2 separate regions of the Mus musculus genome follow, and region 1 is linked to region 2. The links are chromatin contacts, called in public HiChIP or PLAC-seq maps. All regions are on one chromosome and are shown on one strand. The core of a region is the stretch at or near the end of the contact, and the rest is flanking DNA. Distances in the headings are between cores, read along the strand shown. Region 1 overlaps Exoc3l4 (exocyst complex component 3-like 4). Region 2 overlaps Ppp2r5c (protein phosphatase 2, regulatory subunit B', gamma).

Evidence for each region. HiChIP or PLAC-seq counts read pairs in DNA pulled down with a chosen protein or histone mark.
Region 1: an H3K4me3 HiChIP or PLAC-seq map of bone marrow-derived macrophages shows a contact between it and region 2, with 5 times the contacts expected there. The contact joins two enhancer-like sites.

The regions. Positions count from the first base shown.
Region 1 is chr12:111,428,269-111,433,048 of GRCm38.p6, forward strand. It overlaps Exoc3l4 (exocyst complex component 3-like 4), which reads left to right. Exons shown (of 14, transcript NM_001289487.1): 11 at 190-309; 12 at 389-541; 13 at 1,147-1,268; 14 at 2,401-3,412. The coding sequence ends at 2,584. Among named protein-coding and RNA genes, the nearest start is that of Tnfaip2, 12 kb to the right of the region's middle. Within about 2 kb of position 2,308, at least 206 of the 459 cell types and tissues checked have an H3K27ac peak or open chromatin away from gene starts, as enhancers often do. A contact at or near this core is called in bone marrow-derived macrophages, where this site is marked.
Region 2 is chr12:110,502,044-110,506,569 of GRCm38.p6, forward strand. All of the region lies in intron 3 of Ppp2r5c (protein phosphatase 2, regulatory subunit B', gamma), which reads left to right. Among named protein-coding and RNA genes, the nearest start is that of Gm19605, 19 kb to the left of the region's middle. Within about 2 kb of position 1,473, at least 182 of the 459 cell types and tissues checked have an H3K27ac peak or open chromatin away from gene starts, as enhancers often do. A contact at or near this core is called in bone marrow-derived macrophages, where this site is marked.

The DNA of each region.
Region 1 (4,780 bases), core at 1,058-3,557, 930 kb after region 2:
CCCAGCACACACCCTAAGCAGGGCCTGACAAGACTCTTAGACTTTTCCATACCCATTGGAGGAAGCATTATGGGAAGGACCTAGTGATAAAACCTGTGCCTAGAAAAGAGGGCTGCACCAGGGAGCCCAGCACGGAAGGGGGTTAGAAACGGTGAACAGAGCTCACTTCCCATGCCCTTCTGTCCCCAGCCTCTATTTAAGGTGCTATATACCAAGAGCTGGCTCACACAGGACACACTTCGTCCCCTCATGGACAAAGTGGTGGACTTTGCACATCATCTTGAGCATGTGACCCCACCACTGGCACAGGTACCAGGAAGTGGGTGGCTGGCATGGGTGTGCAGAGCCCATGGCTTTGATCCTGACCACTACCATCTCCCTCTCCCAGGAGACACTGCAGGAGGTGCACCGTTTTGTGGTCCGCGAATACCTGGGGCAGGTGCTGAGGCCCCACGAGAGGTTCAGTGGCCAGGATCGACTGAAGGGCTCTAATAAGATGAACCTGGATGCCCAGGCCATTAGCAACACCTTCCAGGGCTTGGTAGGAGCAGCGTCTGACTGTCAATCGGGCTCAGTCTCTGGCCAGCAAACCCAGCCAGGAACCCCCTATTCTGTTGTTTTCATCCTGTAAAGAGCCCTCACGGCGGGTGAAGCAGGAGAAAAGAGCTTCCACTAGGCGGTTCTTCAGACTCCACAGGGAAAATGGCAGTGGGGCTAGACTCTAAAGGGGCGGGCACAGGAGGGGGTTTCACTTTACATTGTATTTGCATACATTTGTGGGTGAAGGCAAAGAAGGAATGAAGGTTATGATGGGCAAGGTCTGTGGGAGATCTTTCCCCTCTCGGGAGCACTTTGAGCCCAAACCCCTTATCTGGGCTGCTGGCCTCCTACTGGTGACAGGTTCCAATCAGCACTTTCCTGGTCAGGGCTCGGATTTCCCGTCTGTGCAGACAGGAAGAAAACTCTCCAGAGTCACCGCAGATGTGGTCTGTGGAATCTTATTCCCTGACTCCGTGGAATCTTCTTATGGGCAAGCCACCCGCGGCAGACACACGGGAAGGGTGTTTCTGGGCACTACAGGAGAGGTTTGTAGGCAGAGACTCCTTGGGGGAGATGAACCACGCACATATCTCCCTGTTTCCTTAGGGCTCTGAAGCCAAGTGGCTGGACCAAGCCATCCTGTCTGTGGCTGAGATCCTGGGCGAGACATACAAAGACGACATCCGGCGGCACCTGGAAACACTTATACGGAGCTACCCGGACATCAGGTTAGCAGATCCTCCTTCCCTCCTAGAGTCAGGGGTCACTGGAACCTGGCACTCGCGCCTTTAGCAAAGTGAGTGCAGGCGTGGAACGGAGGGAAGAGCGAGCTTGTCAGGGCCGAGAGAACTGTGGCTTAGTCGGGAAGCGAACCGCGACGGACCCGTGTGCGCATGCCCGCGAGGAAGGCGCACAGGGACCGCAGGCAAGAGGACCATCCCCTCCCTCGTGTTCTCCACCATCTGTGGACGGCGTGGCTCCACTCTCGGGCTCAAACCCTCTCTGGAAGCTCTCTGAGGCCTCGGCAGCCATGAGGAGGCTCGTGTGGGGCAGTGAATCATCAGAGCCCTTGGAAATCCCGGCTTGGCTCTCTCCAGTGCTCTCGGAGATTCCGGGATGGAAAGATCACTGAAAGCCCCTGGTCCAGCCCCTTCTCTGGCTCCTTGCTGCTCGCAGCTTGTTTGTTCTGGTAGATTTTGAATACGGACAACAACGACCCGACCCCGTTAGTTCCTTCTAAGTTTTCAGTTTCCCTACCGCTCCTCGGGGGTTCCCCAACTGGTGTTTGGCCCTTCCTCCCTGGCTCCAAAAGTGGTCTTGGATGGCTGCGGGGAAGCAGTGGGGACGCAGTGACTCAGGGTGCCCCTTTGTACCTATTCCACCCACGTCCACCCCTCCACCACTTCACCTGTCACCCTACACCCCCACCACGCTCTGTCTTGCACACTGTGAGGACATTCCCCAACCTGCCGCCTGGCCTGGCCTGGCCTGGCCTCTACCTCCCTAGCATTCTGCCAGTTTCTGGAGCCTTCCCTAGATCAGAGTTCTTGCGTTGCCTCTGCACAGAGCTTCTTTCCGCTGTGCGCATGCCCCCTCCCCTGTCTCATGTCTGTGTGTTCTAGGTCCAGTTACTGTGCACCTCCAGGCCCACACTCCCGCCTCCTTGCCTCCTTTTAGAGCCCCATCCCCTCGCAGCCTGGGATAGTCCCAGCCTTTCAGCCTCCCTAATCCAGCTCCAGGAATGCTGAATCATACTTCCTCCCAAGCCTGGGTTCCTGCCCTCCCGGGGGTGGGGGCGGGGCAAGAGCTGAAGGGTACCAGGGGGCACCGCTCTGCAGTGGGGAACCTATGTCTCTACAGGCGAGACCACATTCTGGCCATTCTGGCACTACGCAGACTCGGCCGCCGCCGGAACCAGAATCTCTTGCAACACACCCAAGACTTGCTGAGGGCTGCCCACGAGACCAGGCTCCCCTCACACCACGTGCTCTTCGAGGAGATCGAAGTGCCCACCTCTGTGGACGTGCTAATCACCTGCATCTAGGGCTGAAGGGCGAGCAGGAGCCTCGTTGGCCGAGGATCTGTCACCCTCTCCATGACTGACCCCAAGTTGGGAGCCCAGTGAGTCACTCTGGCCCTACCCCCAGCACTGAAGCCTGGGGACATGGAATTTTTGGTCTCAGCTGCCTGGCTGCTCAGCCAGAGGAGCCAGGAGATGAGGCATTCCGGGCATTTGTGGGGGAGTCTTTTGGGGCTGCGGAGTCTCCTTTCAGGACTTCAGGCCAGGGAAGGCTTCCCTTTCTAACTGCTCAGCACATCCACACTGTAGTGCGAAGCTGAGGATTCTAAAAATAAATGTGAATTAAAATAGTGTACAAGGTTGGGCAAGCTAAGCTGGTTGGGAGAGGTGATGCTGGATTGAATGTATGGGAGGACCGAGCCAGTCCTGAGCTGGAAAAGCCCCTGCCTGCCTCAGCAGATCAAAACAGGAGCCTTGGCTCTCCCTTCAAAGGTTGTGCTCCCAGCACCCACAGGGCGATAAACAACCGTCCTCAACTCCAGTTCCAGAGGACCAAACGCCCTCTCTGGCCTCTGTGAGTGTGAGCTTGTGCTGAACACAGACATGCAGGCAGGCAAGACACGTGTGCATAAAGGAAAACTAAATACATTTTAAAAGCAACAACAAAGCAAAGGCAGACCCCACACCCTGGGTCCCTAGCCTCAGACACCACGTTGGTCTTGCCCAGAAGGGGTAGACAGCCCTCAGCCTCTTGCTAGGCACCTGAGCCCTCGTGAGCACCGGTTCTGCAGCTTGCAGTATTCTAGTTTCATGTAGGAGGGACTCTCAAGCAATAAAATTTGCCAGGTCACTGTGTGGTGGTGGTGTACAGGTGGAAAGGTAACCATGCCTCGGGTACATTTCCAGGAGACAGTGCACCTGCTTCCCTAGACAACTTGAAATTTGTCTATAGCCTGTAGGCAAAGGCTGGAGACCTGTTTTCATTGTTGGCTCCAATTCCCAGGGAATATGTGAGCCAAACCAGGATTTACAGAGTTGATGGCACGGGGCTGTGATGGCTTTCTTACTCTACTGTTCCCCAGCAGACTGCCACTGTAGCTTTGGGCTTGACCCTGACACTAGCTTATGTGGGGATAAGTAATTGCATGTGGTCTGGGGTCCCAAAAGCCCTGTGAAGTTTCCCTCCTCAAGTGTATAAGACCAGGGTTCTAAAATGCTGCAGTGTGAGGGAGGTGGGCAAAGCATCTCTCCCTGCTCTCCCAGGCCCCTCCCTCCCCTGTGTTGGGGGAGGGGGTTGGTGGACAAAGCCATGTCTGAGTCTGCTGGGAGCCCAGGGATAGATTCCCCGGGAATTCTTACTTCCTTCTAGGAGCAGGGGTCAGGGGTGGATGCCTGACACCACTGTGTGTATCAGGGCTGGATGCCAGCAGCAGGTCCAGACCTGGGGAGGACTAGAAGGGGAAGCAGGGAGGGGAGGGAGGGCAGGAATGAGGAAGTGCATTGCTAAGTTTCCCAGGCTCCAAAGCCAGAGGTGAAGGCCAGGAACTCGTTCCTGTTGATGACTGATGAAGCAGTTTTTCCTGCTGGCAGGGAAACGAGGCCTATAGAGAGCAAGTGGCCTGGAAACCTCATAACCTGGAGTTCAGGTGTGAGAGGCTCCGCAATCATAGAGAGGGGGGTGATATTTCACAGGCCAGGCATCCCAACTGGGCCCTACAGGTGCCCTTCAGTAGCCATCGGAGTCCTGGCAGTGCAAACAGGTCCTGAGAGGCAATAGAAAGCCTGATCCTAGCCAGGTTCTACCCAGAGAGTCACCCTACATGTGAGTGTCACCCCTTACCAGGACAGCAAGGTCCCATCCTGGCTGTGCAGTGCCACCTGAGCCTCAGGGCTTCCTCACCAAACTGAAGAGAAAAGGGAGTTTAATCCCAGCTCTGCAATTGTCTAGATGAATCTCTAGGCAAGCCTCACTAGTTCCAGCTGTGAAATGGGCATGCCGTCAGTGCCTTCCAGTCAGAGGAGCTAGCATAGAGCTGGCTGAGGAGGGTGGGACAGGAGGTAGCCATAAAAGCCAGATTCCTGACCTCCCTATGATGCTCTAACCCAGCCAGGCCATAATCGGCAAAACAATGGTGAAAGTTGATCCTGAGTGCAGCCATGAGGCCAGGAGCCAGGGAGAATGGAATAGGACCTTGAGGGTTCAGGAGAGGGTAAGGTGGG
Region 2 (4,526 bases), core at 223-2,722:
CCCCAAACAGTTGCTTACCTCCTCTCAGAAAGGCTCTCTCCAGCCTGTCACGTTGCACAGCTGGACATTATGAAGGGCCATTCAGCTAAATCTGACTGAGCTTCATCTCATGGCCCAGTTGAGGTGGCCTGTTCTTTGGTGGCCATCAATGGTAGAGGCAACCATTAGCTCCTGCTGCCAGCACTGGGAAGGAGATGAGGAGTGGAAACTTTAAAACCTTGTGTGTTGTTTTCAAGTAGGCTGTCCAAAAGCTGAGTTGGGCTTTCGTAGTTACAGTTTGTCCCTCCTTCCTGAGGCTGTAGTGCCTGCCCAGTCAAGGGTGAGAATTCTTACAGGGCGGCCTCTGTAGGGTGGACATGGTTGGGGGCCTGGCAGAGAAGTGTGGGTGGGTGGGTGATAAGGGGTTGGTTGTATGTCTGTCGGGGCTTTCCTTTGAGTGTTCACTTGTCAGACATTTCTGAGCACATTTGTACTGTTAACAGTTTCAAGTGAGCAGCAAATGGCAGTGGTGCCAGGGGAGTAGCTGTGTGGCACGGGGGTGATGGTGCCGTGTGGCACAGGGTGAGAACTCTCCCAGGGATGTTCACAGCCTGGGGAGAATCGCCCCTTGAGCTGTGGGGAAGATGTGCACTGGTTTCCCTTTATTCATTTGTTAGTTTTACTTGTTTTACCACAAGTGAAATGCTGTCTTTGCTACGTTGCTATTAATGCCTTGATGTGTATAAAAAGCTCACATTTACCAAGGCGTGGGACATTTTGTTACTTTCTTGCTACTTCCATAAGAGAATTTGATATGGCAGAAGCGATCAGAACATCTGCACAAAGCTATCGATGAGTGGCAGTCTCAAGTGGTCTGGGCTGGTCTTGGAAATGTCCAAGATGACCCTGCCCTCCTGTCCTCACGCTGAGTACTGAGACTGCAGGCGTGCTCCACCATGCTGAGCTCAGCAGCAGTGTCCTAACGGAGGAACTGGACAGAGTACAGAACTGATTCACATTTGAGTGGAGTTTGGTTGGATTTTGTTTGGTTGTTGGTTGTTTTGTTCTTGTTTTATGGCATTGGAGGTGTGGGGATGCAACTGTGAGTCCATTGTCTGTAAGATGGGAGATACACACACACACACACACACACACCACACACACACACACACACACACACACACACACACACACTATCCCTTTAGAATGTTCCTAAAGTAAGAGAATGAATTTGCCTATTGTTAACATCCATACAGAAATGTTCTTATCTGAGCTGCAATCATACGGTGTACATTCAGAAGTGAAGCTTTATAGAACCTGGGGCCTGGGACCCACAGAGAGAGTCTAACACTGGGATCTTTAGTCCTTCATCTTACTTCCAACGCTGCTGTCTTCGTATTCTGTTGCTGTGAAGAGACACCACGGCCACCACCACAACTCTTACACAGGAAAGCATGTAATGAGGGCTGGCTCACAGTTTCAGAGAGTTAGCCCACTATCATCATGGGACTGGAGCGGTTGCTCAGAGCTCTACTTCCTGGTTCACAGGCACAGTGAGACTGGGCCTAGCGTGGGCTTTTGAAACCTCAGAGCCTACTCCCAAGTGACACAGTTCCTCCAACATGGACACACCCACTGCAGAAAGGACACAGCCCTAATCAGCTAGGGACTAAGCATGCAAACACATGAGCCTGTGTTGGCCATTCTTACTCAAGCCACCATAGCTGGCAAGGGTCAGCAAAGGCTGGGAGGAAAGGGTCACTTGCTTGGTCAATTGGTCTGTCTGTCTGTCTGTCTGTCAATCAGTCTGTTTTCCCAGTAGAAAAAAAGAACATAACCATGGGCATTAAAGTCACGTTCTTTTTCCTTGTTGAGTGGACGGCTGGAAACCCGAACTGCACACTTGGCTGAGTAATTAACCAAAGTGAGGATGATTTGTGGTACCCTCTCCTCTGTCCTGTGGGATGGCCACAGGGCCTCCAGATGTGGTCAGCATGCACCACAGTTGGCAACACCAGAGAAGATTTTGAAGTGATTCATAGTTGAATGTTATTTTGTTTAGTAATTATACACTAACAAATGTGACGGTGTGTAATTAGCACATTAAATCTCTGATTTCTTGGGTTACTGTTGCTTAGGCTGGGACTTAGTCAAAAGTGTGTCCACTGGAAGGAGAACTCGGGCAAAGGCCTGGCCTTGGTGCTGTGGTGAGAGACTCAGAGGAGGGTTGGCAAGCGGCTGGAGCAGGGCCTTCGGGACCGAGAGGTCGGGTTCAGCCTGCGAATGCTGCTCTGAGGACAGCTCCTCAGCCTCCCTCACACGGGGGGCCTCAACGCAGGGGTGCCTGTCCCAGGAGTCACACTGGCCTGCAGGGTCAGACTGCAGAGCCAACTGGTCCTGCCTCCAGCCTTTGTCTGCTGGTGCAGCTTTTGCTCATGAACCCTTAACTAGTGTGGCCCCGAGCAGGTTACCGAGTATGTTGGTGCTCCACAAAATGACCACGGAAGTGGCTCCCTGCAGAAGAGCTATGGGTCTTGAACAAGGTGAGGGGTGTGAATGCTTGGCCTGGGTCTACAACATACTAAAATCACTAGCCCCACTTAACGGAGCCTGACTGCCGGCGCTTCCATTTCTGGATGACTGTCTGGGCCTCAACATTGCCCCCAAGTAGTTGTGTGGCCAGACTGTTGAGGTGTGAAGTCAGATGTTAACAAGCCTAGCTGCCCTCCTGTGCCCTCTCTCACAGCCCTCTGCAGGCTCTGAGTCAGCCCCACCAGCACAAGCGTGTCACTGAGAAGCCCCTGGTGGGCTTCCCAGACTGCCTGGGAGTGAGGAGGCCAGCCTTGAATCAGAGGCTGTAAGAAGGCAGGGCTGAGATTCCTGGCTGTCAGTTTGACAAAAGTGTTAATAGGGTCACTGAGTTACTGAAAATGTCTGGTCTGATCACGTGGCTGGAGATTCTGTGGGCTCCTTTGGAGAAGCCACAATATTTGCAAGTCAGTCCCACCCTTCCCTGTGAGGCTGAGTTAGGTAATTGTCTGCTCTTTCTCAGGAGATTGTTAGGGTTGTCTGACAACAGGATGTTTATACCGCACAGCCTTAAAGGTCAAATTTGCATGAAAGTGTCTTGTCTCCTGTTCTCTCTTCACTGGGTCTGGGAGTTCTGTTCCAGCTGTCAGTACTGGATTGAAAGTTTTCAGTGGTCTGCACTCTGACTAAACGTGGTCCAGTCAGGACAGGTGCATCCTTGGTGTGGCCTCCACCTGAGAAGCTGAGCAGGTGCTGTGTTGTATCTGGACTACAGCCTCATTTGGCAGCATCAGAGACCTCGTGTGATGCTACACTTGACAGCAGTATTTCCAGAACAGGCTACTCAGAAACCTTTCTCAAAATTGAAGACCCAGAAAGCACGCCAGACCAGGCATATAGCTCAAGTGGAGTACCTGTCTGGCTTGCCAGAGGCCCAGGAGAAAAAGAAAAGAAACTATAGGACAATCCCACAGTTTGACATTTGAGTGTAGAGGCTGTTAGACCTGAGATCAGGCAAGAGGGGACAACCCTAGAGGTCCACTGTCATCCCCCGCCTCTGCATCTTTTAAAATTTAAAATACAAAGGCATGAGATATGAGCCTCTGCCACAGGACTGGCTAGGGGCTGGAGACCCTCGGGCATCTTCATGCAGTATGCAGTAAGACGTAAGTTTGCTTCTCTGGGAACCTTGGGTGGAAGTGGAACCATCTTGTTAGGGACTGTTCTGTCCAAAGGTGAATTTGCTGGAAGCTTTGAGGGAGCCTCAAATCTTACAACTTCCTCTCAGAGCGGGTCTGTTCACTTGTGACTCTGGAACCTCAGAGAAGGAAGGGGCTCAGGTGAGGGTCTGGTGGGACACTGCTCAGCTTCTGTGTCTGGGACTGTACTCAGGACATTCCCGGTGAGGAAAGGTGCCATCTTTGGGGACTTGGAACCTCTGATTCCAGTTCCTCTGATGACCTAGAACCAGGACACTGAATATTGGAGCATTCCCGGCCTTGGGCAGTGTGGGCGTATTGGCCACAACCGTCTAAGGAAGGGATGCCTGGCTCTGGCAGGCACAGGAGACAGTGCAGGGCTGAGCAGCAGCTGTGGACTTCCCAGGAGCAGAGATGTTTTGTAGACCTGAAGTCTCCACAGGCCACAGGACTTTGGCTGAGTGCCAAGTCTAGCTACCCTGTGGTCCCTAAAGGGTGTGGGTGAGGCAGCCCCTGGGCACCTCCCACATGCAGAGGTTGCCCACCGTCTTTCTCTACCCTTCCTTCCTGTGGTCTCACCTGCCTGTCACCTGTTGAACCTAAACCACAGCTATTGGAATGGATCTCACTAACAGCCAGAGTCTGCGACACTGTCAAGTGGCTGTTAGGAATGAGTCTGTCTCATATTTTAGAAACTTACATCTTGTGCCAGGGGATTTGAGGACAGTTGTTTACATGCTGTTTAAATTAAAAAAATTAAGTATAATGCCTCCATTTTAAACATTAGATATAATATGTGAATTTTTTCTAGCCTAACAC